3 separate regions of the Mus musculus genome follow, and all the other regions are linked to region 1. Evidence: chromatin contacts called from public Hi-C data. All regions are on one chromosome and are shown on one strand. Each heading gives the region's core, a stretch centred on a gene start, on an enhancer-like site or on the middle of the called end of the contact. The rest is flanking DNA. Distances are from core to core; before and after follow the strand shown. Region 1 has its middle 26 kb from the start of Arhgap32. Region 2 overlaps Arhgap32 (Rho GTPase activating protein 32). Region 3 overlaps Arhgap32 (Rho GTPase activating protein 32).

Region 1 (3,111 bases), core at 408-2,907:
AAAATAAAAACAAAAACAAAACAAAAAACAAAACCTAAAACAAAAACATTGACAAAAACTAAATCTATAAGAACTCAGAGAAGAAACAACAATATGAACTAACCAGTACCCCCCAGAGCTGTGTCTCTCGTTACATATGTAGCAGAGGATGGCCCAGTAAGCCATTAATGGGAGGAGAGGCCCTTGGTCTTGCGAAGATCATGTGCTCCAGTACAGGGGAATGCCAGGGCCAGGAAGCAGGAGTGGGTAGGTTGGAGAGCAGGGCAGAAAAGGGTATAGGGGGCTTTGGAGGTAGCATTTGAAATGTAAATGAAGAAAATACCTAATAAAAATTAAAAAAAAAGAACTCAGAGAAGAGGGCTAAGACTGTAGCTGAGTTGGTAGAGTCTACCATGGTTGAATTTCTCCTCAGTGCAGCATAAAGTAGGCATGATTGTTTGTGCACATCTGCAATACAAACAGAAGGATCAGAAATTCAAGGTCAATCTCACCTACATTTTAGTTTGAGCTATCCTGGACTACATAGAGCCATGCTTCAAAAAATAAAAAATAAAAATAATTCTGTGAAGAGATGAAGTGATGTTTTGGATAAAGGAAGAAACTGACCCATCAGACAAGAGAGAAACTTTCCTATTGTAACGATTAATGTAGTGTCAATACTTTGTGTCTAGATTGCCCCTAGCCTTAATCCCCACCGCCCAAAAGAAAGTCACTGGAAGAAAATGCATCCTCAGCTCTCTTATATCTCTAAAGGTATGACCAGCACTAGAATACATGGTTACTACAATTATAATCTCACTGGGATTCCAAGAACGTTAAACCAGATTTGGAGCACTCTTCCCTTGCAGTGATAAGACAATCTGGCCAAGGTAGCTTACAAAGGAAGCATTTATCTTGCTTGCAGTCTCAGAAGGATGAAGGGTCTATCACGATGAAGGCATGGCAGTGAGAAGCAGGCATTCTTGGTGGATGGAGCAGGATGCTGAGAGCTCCTGTCGTGTACCATAAACATGAAACAGAGAAAGTGACTTGGAAGCAAGGGAAGCTTGAAGCTCTCAGATCCTGTTCCTATTGATGTACTTTCTCCAGCACTTCATATAGCGCCGCCAACTGGGGATGGGGTATTCAAATGCCTACCTCTCTGGAGGCATCATTATAGATGTGAATGAGACATACTAAATATCCAACTGCCATACACCCAGCTGTCAGTCAGTAAACAAGGCACAGTAGCTGGTACAGTAACTTGAACCCACTCCCTTGAAATTCATTTGATCACAGTCTTGGTGTTCAGTTGCTGTCCTGGCAAAATGAAAGTAAAAAAAAAAAAATCAAAATCATCTCATCGTGGACTTTTGGAGTTAAAAAAAAAAGCAGTTAAAATTGTTCATAGTACATCTAATCCTGAAATACAGGAGTGCACGGCCCTCTCCTTGATGACTTCAGCTCTGCCCAGAAAATAATCCATCTGCTGATTATGCTTTCAGAACTCATCACCCCTGTGGTCAGTGCTAGCCAAACTCAATCCACACCTTCTCTGACCACCACTTGCCAGAGAAACCAGTCCTGCCAATTCACAGATTACCAGACAGCGTGTGCTGGGGGAAGAACACTGGTGGAGCCAACTGACACGGTAGGAAGGAGAAGACTAGCCAAAGTATAATGACCTGAACTGGCATTCAGTCAGATCATGGGGACTCTGCTGGCCTTTGATCAAAGGTCTGGCGCTTTGTACTGTCAGGTCTTGGGAAACAGTGTCATGTCGTAGTATAATCTAAAACAGTAATTTAGAGCAAGCTATCAGGAGTAATGTATTGTTTGCAGCCAAATTTATAAAGAACGGAGGTCTGGAAGATATCATACTGTCGTTCTAGTGTAAAAGCAGGAATAGTTAAGAATATGATCTGAAGCCTTTTAAAACAAAAGGAAAAGTGACCCAAACATTCTTTGCTATAAAGCCATTTCTATCCAAGAGGAAAGCCCTTTCCTTTACCACCTTCTGGTAGCTTGTCCTTTTTGCTATGGTGGATGGTTCTTGGTCTCTGAGTCAGCTACTTTCAGGGTTCACAGCAGTGAGACAGCATAAGGACTTGCTAAACTAGAGAAATTCTCATTCATCCAGGGCAGATAGGGTCTATCTGAGGTCTAGAATTCTACCAGATGATCCCTTAAGATCTCTTCCAAACCTAAGCTAGAAGATTACAGTGAATAGACGGAAAGTTCAGAGCCTATAGTTCAGAATTTTAGAGGTTTTTAGAAATCTGTCAGGCCAACCTCTTTTTGTCTTTGTAGAGTGTCACTTAGAGAGAAGAGCTGACCCTTTATAGCAGCTAGCTCACTGACCCTGTGTAATAACTAGCTCACTGCCTCTGAACATACATCTATAGAATACCAACTGCATTCTAGGAATCCTATTAAATACTGTGAATACAGAGGGGCGTACATAGCTACACGGTGTGCACACTAGTTAGAGACACTTCCCGGATTCCATTTTATTGTCAAGACTTACTAGCAGTGTGACCTTGTTCACGTGGCTTCTTCCTGCTCCAGTTACGCCCTCTGTAACACAGGGTGATGGTAAGTCCGTGTTCAGAGGAATGTCATGAAACTTAGAAGAGTCAATAGGCTCAATGTGTACAGAACAAAGCACTGCAACAGTGCCCGGCACACAGTCCGAACTCTATACACTCTTGTTAATTGAAATATCAGCCCTGTGCCCTCTGGACGCTCTCTGTCCTTTGTTTAGTCAGACAGCCCAGCACACTGGGAGAATGTTCCACCAGCCAATCTAACCAGTTCTGAGTGCAGTCATGTCTACCTCATTTCTTCTTCTGCAATGCCCACTATGGTGTTTGGTACAGGACAGACTCTCCCAATATTTGGTGAGTGAACAAATGGGTCACAAAACTAAAGGGACAGAGACAATATCCCGAGAAGCAAAGATTTAAATAGCACCTGAAGGGAAGAGAGAGAAGCAGCATTTCTTCACAAAGAGCATGGATTCTAGATGGGTGAAGCAGCCAGAGCAAGGTCTCAGGAGCATGAGGGCAACGGGATTCACCTATACTTACAGCCAATCTTCTCACTTAGGGACTGTACCTAGATGCACTGGGA
Region 2 (3,111 bases), core at 383-2,882, 240 kb before region 1:
GGAGAAGGAGGAAGAGGGGAAGGGGAAAGGAAGGGGAAGGGGAAAGGAAGGGGAAGGGGAAAGGAAGGGGAAGGGGAAGAAGAGGAAGGGGAGGAAGGGGAAGAGGGGGAGGAGAGAGAGGAGAGGGAGGAGGGGGAAGAAGGGGAGGAAGGGGAGGAAGGAGAAGGGGAAGGAGAAGGGGAAGGAGAAGGGGAAGGAAGGGGAGGAAGATCATCACCGGTTTATTAAACTTGTATCTACACCTGGCAACCTCTAGCCTGGTTCAGTCTGTGTATCATTCATACAGTCTTCAACCAGACTGTTTTAAATCAAGTGTTTAACCCCCACACTACTACAAACTAAAATAAACAAACAGCAACTCACTCAAGGTCATCCACAGCAAGAGACTTTACAAAGTGTTTGCCCCAACAACATAATGACAAGTGCTGTAACACTTGGCTCCTACACCAAGTTTCTCTGACATCTCAGTCAATGCAAAGGAATAGCTATTTCGGGCATGTGCGATAGAACAAAAGTTTGAAACTATGTAATAAACTTCTATAACCATTTCAATCTTACAATGGCCACAGCTTAGCATTCTTCATTTTGTAATGCAGGTTAAACAGCACACAGGCTTCTTAGTTGGCCACGTGTTAGTGTCAGTTAAAATCCCTGATAGCCAGGTTTGGGAGGACATTACTTGGTCTGTAAAGAGATGCTATACTAAGGGAGAAATACAGTAAACTGAAGCAGGTTAGATTGATAGTGAGACAGGCAGAGCTACTGAATTCAACTCACAGTATGTTTCCACATCATTTCTTTACTCTAATGGTGCCTTGCTTTTCCTGCCTTTTATGCAGTCCACCTTTCAAATCCTCTCAGATATCATATTTTACACTTAAAACCTGAAGGTCCTTGTCATTAAAAATCAAAAAGCAGTAGCAAATAGCACTGAGTACTTTGTATATCAAAGACTAATCCTTACAGTGTAGACATTTCAAAACAACTTTCTTGCTTCTTTCCTCCCTCCCTTCCTTCTTTCCTCCCTCCCTTCCCTATCCTCCCTCTCTCCCTCCTTCTTTCCTCCCTCCCTTCCCTATCCTCCCTCTTTCCTCCCTTCCCTTCCCTATCCTCCCTCTCTCCCTCCTTCTTTCCTCCCTCCCTTCCCTATCCTCCCTCTCTCCCTCCCTCTTTCCTCCCTTCCCTTCCCTATCCTCCCTCTCTCCCTCCTTCTTTCCTCCCTCCCTTCCCTATCCTCCCTCTCTCCCTCCTTCTTTCCTCCCTCCCTTCCCTATCCTCCCTCTCTCCCTCCCTCTTTCCTTACTTCCAGTGTTCTGCCACATGTGCATGCACAAGCCTTCAGTGAAAACAATAGCAGCCAAAAACCTTAGATATCTGAAAATTCCATTTCACATGACCAGATTTTATAATCAGAGAACTTATGATAGTGCAGTAAAACCTGTATTTGTCAAAACAAAATATTATCTTGGCAGCTGTCTTCTCTAATGAAGTAGGAAGGGAGGGAGAGAGGGAGAGAAGGAAAAACAAAACCTGTAAGATTTGAGTGAAACTTGCTTAATTGCTGCTGGATGCTCAGACATGACAGAACAGTCTGGTGGTGGAGTCTCTTATTAATTCTTAATGATTAATCAGAGTTATCAATTATTAATGATTGCACCACAGCAAGGCTGGAAAATGGCAAGAGTCATAAAAGTAAGAAAATGACCTGACTCTGCAATTAAAGATGTCCAAATAAATGACAAATTAGTCTAATAGTTGCACAGAAAATTCTGTTGGCAGATTTTAAACTAGCGGCCCTATAAATACCTGTAACTTTTAGTGAGCTCACATTTTGTGAGTCTGGGAGAGCTTACACTCTGTCAAACCCTGGCACTAGGGACAACAAGTGAAACATTAACAGAAGACAGGTTTGTCGGGCTCCTGCCTGGTTTCTTACACCACCAGCCACCACATAAGAGAAGCAGGTAGGTCAGCTTTGTCATTCATTCCAACAGGGAGGTGCTGAAACAGTAAAAAGTGTAACAGGATTACCTCTGTGACTCTCATCACTCACTGCAGAATAGAGAAAATGAGTCACTTAGTAAAATATTGCTATAATATGAGTCCCTCTCTCAGAAAAAAAAAGTGCCAGAAATGCAAATATTTAGGGCAAAGACCCTACAGTCATGTTTTGTTTAAAGACAGGGATACATGCTCAGATATCTTTTGATTTCACTGTACCAACATTAGAATTATTCATACATGCCTTACAATGTGGCCACTTTATACCTAGGTTGTACAATCTTGCCCACTGCCCCAAAGGCATAAAGCTGAGCAGCATGGTACTATTCTGAACACTGTGGTTAATAATAGCCCGGCACATAAATATTTAACATATCTATATCTGTAAACATATCTATATCTATGCATAGTAATTGTAGAGAAACGTACATTTATTATGAACAGGGCCTTGAGGACTGGAAGCTATGCTCAGTGAGTCAGCCTGGGCTCAGGGCTGTGCTGGGCATCTGTGTGTGTCTAGAGAACTGTTGCATGGGCTGCACTAAACTCATAAAAAAATTTTCTTAGTAAATTAATCTTAGCTGCTATAAAATTTTATTTTATAAGTTTATATTTTGACTTGCAATCAGAGCTAAAACTACAATATACTATAATTTTCTTCCTTACTCTTCAAGCTTTTTCCATTTTCTAATTCTATTTTAAACTTTTCAGAACTAAAGACGTAAGCATGTTATCGCAGGCTAACTCTGGATCAGGATCTTCGGTATCGCAGTCCCCACCGCCATCCTCCCCTCTGGAACGGAACAGTGTTTTCTGGGATTACTCCCAGGCCCTGCACACAGCTCCTGGAGAGCTGTTCAGCCCCAGGTACTCAGAGTGGCCGGCTCGGTCTGCCATAGATGTATCAATAGAAAGGGCCTCAGAACACTTCCTCTTGGCACTGGGGTAAACTGAACTTGCTGGGGTCTGTGGAAGCTTCTGCGATAACAGCCTCATCATGAATTTGGGGGTTCCTTTTCCTCCAGAACTTCCTTACTCTTGCTTCTTCTTTGACTGTGCATTTCTGATCGAGTTCCAGTTACTCCATATCTATCCATCCATCAAGAACAT
Region 3 (3,111 bases), core at 318-2,817, 140 kb before region 1:
GAATTTTACATAACATCCTATTTTTGAATCTTGATCTTGTTCATATTTGGAGAAAACAAGTAAAATTATATATGTGTGTGCAATTATGTGATATGATTTTATATGTATATACATTATATATGTGTGTGTATGTATAATTATTACATATGGAGAAGTTACTTACTATATGTAAACTAGGCATCCATTAAAAGATAAATAAAAATTAAATGGTGAAAATTCAGACAACAGTAAAATAGAAAATTATAGGCCAGTTGCAAAACAGCAAAACGAACTCATTTTATCAATAAAAATACATCATAACTAAATTGACTTCACTCCAGAAATATAAGAGGGTATATTATTTTTAAATCTATATATCTTTCCATCTTAATTGTAATTAAAATGAATAGGGTAAACATTACAGTACTGACTTAATATATACAATTTATGTGATAAAACTCACACGTCTGCATGACACACTTATGGCTGAGGCTTGGAAGCTGAAGACACTCATCTCTGTCCTATCACATTCTACCAAGACAGGACTGCTTTTCTTTTTGCCATTTTCATCTTACATTGGCAAGAGTACAAACTGTCACCTGCATAAAGGGCTATTCTCTTCCAAGGCTATTTCTAGTAACTAAGAATCAGAAGCCGTGTAGATTTCTATTAGCAGGGGACCAGATGAGCACAGTAATGCTGTGTCCATGCAAGAGACTGATCATGGCTATAAAGCAATCAGAAAGACTACCGTCTACTGCTGTGACGGAGTCTTCACCGTGCTTCCTTAGAAACAGCAAATATGGATATACATGTGCGTTTTGCTTAAAAAAGAGAAGAGCGGGAAAAAACTAATTTAAATGTTTACCAACAGGGAAGAGAGAAAAAAGAATAAAAGACAGATTGTTCCTATTTTGAGATCTGCAGGCCACATAAATGAGTTAAATCACAGTAAAAATAAATTAAAGTGGGAAAAAGCAGCACTCTCTAAAAATAGAGAAATGAAATAAAACAAATGATCCTAATTATATGTTAGTGGCTAGGCAGAGAGGGATCACTTCAAATGGCAATAAGAAAACAGTATATCCCTCCAAGGATAGTTTCTAGATAAAACAAACTGCTTTCTATAAAGCTCATATTCTCATTTTCAAATTATTAAGGGTATAAGATGGACCATGGCTCCGCACGAGCCTGCCCACCTGAGTTCAGTCCCAGATGCCATGGTGCAAGGAGAGAACCACCTCCTAAGCTGCCCCCTGACCTCCACGTGCATGCCACGGCACACACGTGCTTGTTCTCACATCACACCACACCACGTACAAGCATGAGCACATTAACAATAAATAAAATTAAACTTTGAAATGAATAAAAATAGAAGATTAGCGCAAGCAAGCAACTACTAATGTGACTGCAAGCCTAAGGTCTTCAGTGTAAGAAACAGCAACACAGAACTGAGGCCTCTGAGGAGCAATCTGTCGTCACCCCTGCTGTGCAGTGAGAAAGGTGTGAGGGCTTCCACACAGCCCGCCTGACAAGTGCAGAAGGCCCTGAGAAGCTCAGTCAGGGCAAGGCACATGCCTGAGTGTATGGGAAGTGCCTTCTGATGAGGTTTTGACCTGAGTTCTACATGAAAACACAGCTGAGAGCTGACTAAATACTGAACCGAAAGTGTCGGTTGCTGCATGAGGATGTGTAACAGGAACAGGGAGCTGTCACATGGCTTCATCCCGGCCTCAACACTTAGGAGAGATATAAAAAGCACATGCCATGTTCATCAACTGTAGAGAAGACAACTGGAAGGGAAAGTGACACTGAGTGCTGAAGGTGAACAACTTCAACGAGCTGCAAGGCACCTGTAACGCATGTCACGTTCACTGAGAATCAATTCATGAAAAGTTCTGTTGAGTAAGGATGGGGTTGGGGACCATGCTTTGCTTGATAAGAATTCACGTAACAGGAATTGAGGCCAAAACCTACCAAAGCTTAATCTAATCCAAAGGGATTTTCTTCCAGTAAAAAGCCAGCACAGTCTTTACAAACACATAGCTTGCTACAGCAAGCACTTGCTGCTCTACAGTCTGATCCAGTTAAACCATAGGGGCAATTGGCCCATTCTAGTAAAACAGAATTTGATTTGGAAAAACCTGCAAAAATAGGAAAACAGTGTTTTGTCCTGTCTGCTTTAACTGCCGTCTAACCCCCTGAAAATGACTCTACCATCCTCCCACTAAAGCAGAAGAAGAGTCTTTCAATTACCAATTTTGGTGACCACCTATGCAGATAAAGCAGTTGGTAATGATGCCTGGCTAACTGCAACATCATTCAGCAGTAATGCAATGCACCAGGTTCTAAAACAGACAAGAAAGCCACTTCTACAGTCACTCCCCAGCACAGCCTCAACCGCTCCGCAGCATCTCTGGCTGTATCAAAACACTAACAAGTATTAACAGACTTTAAAACTCTTATTCTCTGAGAATAAAATACATGAATGTAATGGTTTTTGATCATATCTAGTCCCCTTGGTCCCTCCAATCTTTTGAAGAAAGACAAAGGAGAAAAATGCACTATGTGGAAAGTGCTCAACCTGTCATAGAACTGAAAGAAAAATGCCGCCCCGCTGCAACAAAGAAACTGAGGCCAAAAAAGAAGCAGCATTTTGCACAGTGTTAGTCACAATATTTTAATTGAATTGGCAAGTAATTTGGGGATTTCTATACCATTTGGTCAGCAATTGTCTGTTTTAAGAGTAAAAAGAAAAATTATCATAAAGTTATTCACTAAAATAAAAAATATAAAATAAATTCAGGACTTGTATTTTATGGGATATTGTATAATCATTAAATATATTTAGTACTAGTTTTTCAAATCTCCTTTATTTCTTTTTTTTACTTTTATTATCTTTAACTATGTGCAAGGGTGTGTGTGTCTGTGGGGGGACGTGCAGGTGAGTACATTATCCTAGGAGGACAGAGGCAAGTGGCTAAGGACACCCTGGAACTGAAATTACAGAGCTGTGAACTACCATATTGTTCTGGGAATCGATTCAGGTACTCTGGAAGAACAGCACCAAGTACTGAGCCACCTCTCTGTCCCCATAATACTGTTTTGTGTTCACAAAATAGCAACATACTA

The links. A called contact is a pair of places that touch in the nucleus more often than the background predicts.
Region 2: a contact with region 1 is called in a Hi-C map of liver, with 1.8 times the contacts expected there. The contact joins two enhancer-like sites. A contact is called at or near these places in 1 of 484 Hi-C or Micro-C datasets (liver) and 1 of 9 other capture datasets (adipose tissue).
Region 3: a Hi-C map of liver shows a contact between it and region 1, with 2.2 times the contacts expected there. The contact joins two enhancer-like sites. A contact is called at or near these places in 1 of 39 promoter capture datasets (hippocampal neurons), 4 of 484 Hi-C or Micro-C datasets (B cells, the HL-1 cell line, bone marrow-derived macrophages and 1 more) and 8 of 115 datasets of contacts at active chromatin or transcription factors (astrocytes, embryonic stem cells, hepatocytes and 4 more).

The regions. Positions count from the first base shown.
Region 1 is chr9:32,005,062-32,008,172 of GRCm38.p6, reverse strand. No RefSeq gene overlaps it. Among named protein-coding and RNA genes, the nearest start is that of Arhgap32, 26 kb to the left of the region's middle. Within about 2 kb of position 1,657, at least 16 of the 459 cell types and tissues checked have an H3K27ac peak or open chromatin away from gene starts, as enhancers often do. A contact at or near this core is called in liver, where this site is marked.
Region 2 is chr9:32,241,917-32,245,027 of GRCm38.p6, reverse strand. The region is part of intron 12 of Arhgap32 (Rho GTPase activating protein 32); the gene reads right to left. Among named protein-coding and RNA genes, the nearest start is that of Kcnj5, 100 kb to the left of the region's middle. Within about 2 kb of position 1,632, at least 18 of the 459 cell types and tissues checked have an H3K27ac peak or open chromatin away from gene starts, as enhancers often do. A contact at or near this core is called in liver, where this site is marked.
Region 3 is chr9:32,144,932-32,148,042 of GRCm38.p6, reverse strand. The region is part of intron 2 of Arhgap32 (Rho GTPase activating protein 32); the gene reads right to left. Among named protein-coding and RNA genes, the nearest start is that of Arhgap32, 110 kb to the right of the region's middle. Within about 2 kb of position 1,567, at least 85 of the 459 cell types and tissues checked have an H3K27ac peak or open chromatin away from gene starts, as enhancers often do. A contact at or near this core is called in liver, where this site is marked.